Regions from separate parts of the Mus musculus genome. Here region 1 is linked to region 2. Evidence: chromatin contacts called from public Hi-C data. All regions are on one chromosome and are shown on one strand. The core of a region is the stretch at or near the end of the contact, and the rest is flanking DNA. Distances in the headings are between cores, read along the strand shown. Region 1 has its middle 19 kb from the start of 4933432I09Rik. Region 2 holds the start of Rtn4r (reticulon 4 receptor).

Region 1 (2,700 bases), core at 115-2,614, 68 kb before region 2:
CTTGTCTGTCAGGACTCAACTCTAAGAAGGTGGCCCTGCTATGTTCTAACTGTTGGGATCAGTGACTTAGCCTCCCACTCATATGTTGTGACTGTGATCCCAGGGATGCTGATGGTAACCAGCTCAAAGATGCTGCAGAGTTGCAGAGAGGGAGAGGTGATGTGCCCAGTATGCTGAGGGGCCCTGGCTCGCTTCTGTCAGTCTTCTGCCAGCTCTGGGGTGTCACAAGGAAGACACAAGTACAAAGGGAGTGCTGGGGCTGCCAGCTGCGGGGACTATACCACCAGAGCCCCAATACCTTCCTATGGGTACAGAGGCAGATGAGGCCCTGCTAAAAGTGGGGAGGTAGTCCACAGTAGGGCATTGCCAGGAACAGCCTTTGATAAAAGTTCTGCACTTGCTCGGACCTTATTGGAGGTGCTGGAGTCCCCAAGAGGCACAGGGGAAGAGGGGACTCTGAGCAAAAGACCAAGAAGCCTCCATCTTCCTTGCTGCACTCCAGCCACAGCAGGAACAGGGCCCAGCACCTGCTCTGCAGACCCAGGTCTCCTCTCCATCAGTTCACATCCTCAGGTATTATCTTGCTACCCAGCAGTACCTGCTCTACCATCTATACCTGCCCCAGCTGCCCCTGCCCATCTCACCTCCCCAGCTGCCCTACCTGCCCCAGCTGCCCCTGCCCATCTCACCTCCCCAGCTGCCCTACCTGCCCCAGCTGCCCCTGCCCATCTCACCTCCCCAGCTGCCCCAGCTGCCCCTGCCCATCTTACCTCCCCACCTGCTCCAGCTGCCCCAGCTGCCCCTGCCCATCTCACCCCCCCCCCTTGATTTGCCCCAGCTGATGATATCACCGGGCACAATATGACTGTTAATTACTGAACTGGATGGCACTCTCCACGTGGGCTGGAGTAAACGTGAATTCCTCCCAGGCTTATGTCCTCCTGGGGTCATGTACTGGCAGGGGTCATATTCCTGGGACATGTGTACTAGGACCCAAGTGAGTCTCCTGCACAGTGTCCTCCTCACAGGCAGACTCCATTTAGCAGCAGAGCCTCCTACATTTTGTATTGAAATATTTTAACAGGAGAAAAAAGTCTTGTTTTCATTTCCTCAGTCACATGCTAATTGGCCCGCGCTGCTATGAGCAATTACCACAATCTAGGACTGGCTTCAGTCTATTCTAACTTCCTTGAAAGTCAAGGAGCTGTGACACCCGTGAGTCATTCACACTTCATCTTCCAGTCACTGTCTTTGCTTCCCCACCCTGAATGCCAACCTGCTGGTGGGTGAGGCCCTCCAGGGAACTGTGGAGCTGTGGGCGGGGCTTGGCCTCACCCACGTTTTCTTTCAATAGACTTGCCTGGGCCCATGGAGCTGGCTGTTGTCTGCTCTCCCAGTCCCAGCTGGCTGTCCAGGCTGGGCCCAGCAATGTGGTAGGAAATGCTCCCTAAAGCCCATGCTGGGACTCTTGGGGTAGCCGTGGCTTTGATTTTTAGACCGTGCAGACACCTGGGGAGAAGCAGGCTATACAGTCCAACGAGAGTTGCTGGGTGCTGAGGCCCACCCAGGGCTACGGTGGACACCTGTTATGAGAGAGGGAAGGGTGGAGCCTTGCGGGGTTTTGGCCAGAAAAGACTGGAGCTGGCTGGCTGGCAAAGATCAGCTCATTCTCCCCAGGGCAGCCCCAGGACTCCCGTCCACAGCTCTTGCACCCACGCCCAGTCCAGGCCTCATCCTGCCATGCCTGGGTAGCCACACTGGCATTTGGTATCTGGGGAGCTGCTGACAGTGCGTGTTCTGCCTGCTGACAAAGCACTGCTAGCCTATTTGGAAATGTCAGGCTGGCGGGTGGCAAGCCCAGCCAGTACCCGACTCCTGACCATGATGCTGGATGAGCTGCAGCCCCAGCAATGGAGCCAGGCAAGTGCTGAGAGGCACTACTGAGGGTTTGAGCTCTGGGTGGGCTACAGGCTGTGGGAAAGCAGCCCTGGGCTGACCCCGCCTCTGATGGATGAGGGCTCCGAGACACAGCTGCGGTGGACTGGTTGATGTGGAAGAGCAATGGTACACTGGGGACCCTACGGTATCCGAGGGAGGTTTATTGGCATCAGCTGATTTCCCAGGGGTCCTTGCTGGCAGTGGCCACTGTATTCCGAAGAACTGTGTGGGAGGGGAAGGTGTGAAGTGAGCACTGTCTCTGGCCTGCCTGAGCCTGAGCAGAGCTGTGTGACGGGCACATGGTAAACCAGGAAAGCTGGTGGATCTTCAGTGCTGGAAGCTGGCCCAGAAGGATGGGAGACAAACTCTCAGGCTGAGGGGCGCAGCTTTTGTGCTTTCTGGTCCCTTGTGCAAGGGCTGGCCTTTGCAGCCATGTTTTGGCTCTCCTGTCCTGTCTACTGGACACAGGGCTCTGTGACCCTCCATGGCAGTTACTTCCCTGGGTCCGGCAATACAGATACTTTGGGCCCCGATTCCTATGAGGACTGCCACACTGCTGTGCCTAGGCCGTGCCTTGACTTTGTGTGTAAGGACAGACACCTCCCAACTGGGGAATTTCAGTTGGATCTCCTTATAGCACCAGTTCAGGAACAAGGGGTTTCTAGTTGCCACCCCACAGTCTTTCCCACCTCTGTTCCTGTTGGGTCGGGCTCTCTGGAGACAGTCACCACACAGGACTGGACAAACACGTGGGGCAGGAGC
Region 2 (2,700 bases), core at 87-2,586:
TCCATGGGAGTGGGTCTTGTTAAGGGGCCCCACCATGTGCTAAGCATGAAGATCGCAGCAGGCAGGCTGCATAAATGCATGTATGGTCATAGGTGTGTAGGCAGGAGTGAGGACAGAGCTATGCACCCGAGTACAGGGATGTGCTTATAGCATTTATGTGCATGTGCACACTAGGGCAGATTTGGTATGCATGTGCACTGGAGGTGTGCAAGGCTGTATGTAGCCCATGTAGACACGTGCAAAGAAACGTGTGTGCAGCCTGCGGCACCATGGACATCAGCAGGGTAGATAGGGTGGGCACCTGGGGAAGGCAATGTGTTCACCCCAGATTCTCCAGGTAAGGCATGTCCAACCTGCATGAAGCCCATCCTCCCTTGCCCCTACTGTGGGGGCTTTGCAACCGGATGGGAGGAGGGAATCCCACAGGGCTGCCAAGGAGGGGGTGTTTCGAGCACCAACGCCCCTCAATGGAGCCGCTCACTCTCAGGAGCTCTCCCGATCTCCGAGGAGGAGACATTGCCTTGCGTGTGTGTGTGTGTGTGTGTGTGTGTGTGTGTGTGTTCTCCTCTCTACCTGCTCCAGAGATAGCTCTGGGATCGCCCTGTCCCCCACGCCCTCTGCTGCTGCTGACACCCGTATTCATCCCTACTCCGTTTGACCCCAAAGAAACAGCTTCTGAGCAGGGTTCGCTGGGCAGACCCCATCTCGGTCCGGTGCCCACGTTTCTGCAAACCCGCTCATTAACCCATTCGCCGCCTTTGCGCTCTCAGGTGGGACCCCGCCCTTCCAGCCCTCAGTCTCCACCCGGCCCTGGTCCAACATCTGGAACCTCGTACCCTCCATCCCTGGCCCCGCCGTCGCTGTCAACTTTCCCGCAAAGCCGCAACTTTTGCGGCTGCCGCGGGCTCCGCCCTCCCAGGGCCCAGTTGCTAGCGGCCAGCGCGCGGCGTGGCACTGCGGTGGCCCTCGGGAGCGACCGGCGACCCGGCTCCATCTCTGGCAGCGTGAGCCATGCCCTGCGTCCCCCCCGCCCCGCCCCGCTGCAGCCTGTCTCCGGAGCGGCGCTGACACTCACCTCCGGAGGACGCCCTCTTCATCTTCGGGGTCGAGCGGGGCGCGTCGGGCACTGGAAGCGGCTTCGGGGCGGGCGCCCGTCTGCGCGCGGCCGGGTCCGCATCCAGGCGCCGCTGCTCCGGCCCGGTCCCGGCCCGGCCGCGGGACGAGGCTCCGGCGCTCCGCTCTACCGGGCCGGGCTGGGCTCGCGGGCTGCGGGCGCACAGGGTGAGGGCGGCGGCGCGGACTGGCGGGGCGCTCGCAGCGCGGGCCAGGAGAGGATGAATGTTTTATGGGATCATGTGGTTTGACGCGCGGAATCCGCCCGGTCTCCCCGCCGGTCCGGGCGGGGCGGGGCCGGGGCGGGGCCTGGCGCCGGGCGGGGCGCTCACCTGGGCGCGCCGCGCTGGGGCGGACCGGTGGGTACGGGGTGTAGGGCAAGCGGGCGGGCGACGGGAGGGGAGGCGAGGGTGTCCGGAGCGCGGTGCAAGTGGCAGGACGCGCTCAGCCACCCGGTGCACGGGCCACGCGCGGTCCCAGACAAAGGCGGCGCATTCCTGAAGAGGCGGCGGCCCCTGCAGGCGGCCGCGGGCACCGCGTCCCGGAACCGGCCGTGGGCGCGGGCTCGAGGGCGTGGCGGCACAGGCTGAGTCCCGAAGGGAGTCCTGGGCATCGGACAGATGCAGCAGGCCTTTGCATGGCCCGCCTCCGCTTGCCCCTTAAAGCCCTTTGCTCGAAACTGTCCTAGGCGACTGGGTAAGAAAACTGAGAGGCAAGGTGTAATAGCGCAGTAGTGCTCTCTCCAGCTTTGTAGTTCCCTGTCCCAGGAAGGACACTCAGGCTTTGTCTGCACCTGCCTCTGCACAAGCTCCTATCATTTCCCCTTTGCAATGGAGATTACAAAGTCCGAAGAATCCTCTGGACCCACCCTCCACCAAGCCAGATCAATATAAGGCCAATGTTCCTAATGGCAACCCCCCCCCCCAACATGTCCCATCTCCCATTCCTGCTTGGGTGCTCTATCTGGAGTTCTTAGGTGCATTCTGGGGTGGGGTGGTGGTAGAGGTGCTTCGGCTGGCTGCCAGGTCGTTGTCTGTATCTGTCCTGCACATTATCTAGCCAGAGAGCTGGATAGGGCCCATGGTCCGCCTGTCTCAGTAGAGAAAGAGAACACCCAGTATGGCATAAGCTTCAGGGGTGGAGAGCGCTGAAGAGCCTGCAATGGAATGGCTTTCTGGCCATATATGGAAGCTACACTGCTCGGTCCTGCCCTGGCTGTGTCCCCAACCACACCTCTGTGTGCTTTGTCCCAGTTGTCCTTGTTCATTTGACTTGGATTTTTCAGGTCACTGAAATGTGTGAGATGAGGTTAAGGCAGGGCAGGCACTCACGGCCACTTCTTCATTGGATACTGGTCACCAAGTGCCACCAGATTGACCCCTATGTGACTCAGTAAGTTCTCATTTCCACTCCCCACCACATGGGAGGCTGGCCACCCAGTGACAGATGAATAACCCAAAGCCAACTTCAAAGAGCCAGCAGAAGGCCATGGCCTATAGCCTAGACCAACACCTTTCTCCCAGTGTCCTCGAATCCAGCAGTGCCCACACCAGTGGCTGGTGTGGCTCCAACCACCTCATGTCGTGG

Evidence for each region. A called contact is a pair of places that touch in the nucleus more often than the background predicts.
Region 1: a Hi-C map of bone marrow-derived macrophages shows a contact between it and region 2, with 65 read pairs. The contact joins the enhancer-like site here to the promoter of Rtn4r in region 2. A contact is called at or near these places in 11 of 39 promoter capture datasets (the HPC-7 cell line, cranial neural crest, embryonic stem cells and 8 more), 1 of 15 datasets of contacts at CTCF or cohesin (the NIH/3T3 cell line), 57 of 484 Hi-C or Micro-C datasets (3T3-L1-derived adipocytes, the AML12 cell line, the CH12 cell line and 40 more), 25 of 115 datasets of contacts at active chromatin or transcription factors (the 230-238 cell line, the HPC-7 cell line, VIP interneurons and 17 more) and 3 of 9 other capture datasets (adipose tissue, macrophages and pancreatic islet).

The regions. Positions count from the first base shown.
Region 1 is chr16:18,193,830-18,196,529 of GRCm38.p6, reverse strand. No RefSeq gene overlaps it. Among named protein-coding and RNA genes, the nearest start is that of 4933432I09Rik, 19 kb to the left of the region's middle. Within about 2 kb of position 1,364, at least 123 of the 459 cell types and tissues checked have an H3K27ac peak or open chromatin away from gene starts, as enhancers often do. A contact at or near this core is called in the 230-238 cell line, the HPC-7 cell line, VIP interneurons and 11 more, where this site is marked.
Region 2 is chr16:18,126,278-18,128,977 of GRCm38.p6, reverse strand. It overlaps Rtn4r (reticulon 4 receptor), which reads right to left and starts at 1,336. Exons shown (of 2, transcript NM_022982.3): 1 at 1,076-1,336. The coding sequence starts at 1,097. It overlaps Gm52241, which reads left to right. Exons shown (of 2, transcript XM_030249377.1): 1 at 1-337; 2 at 771-1,364. The coding sequence starts at 314. The coding sequence ends at 1,364.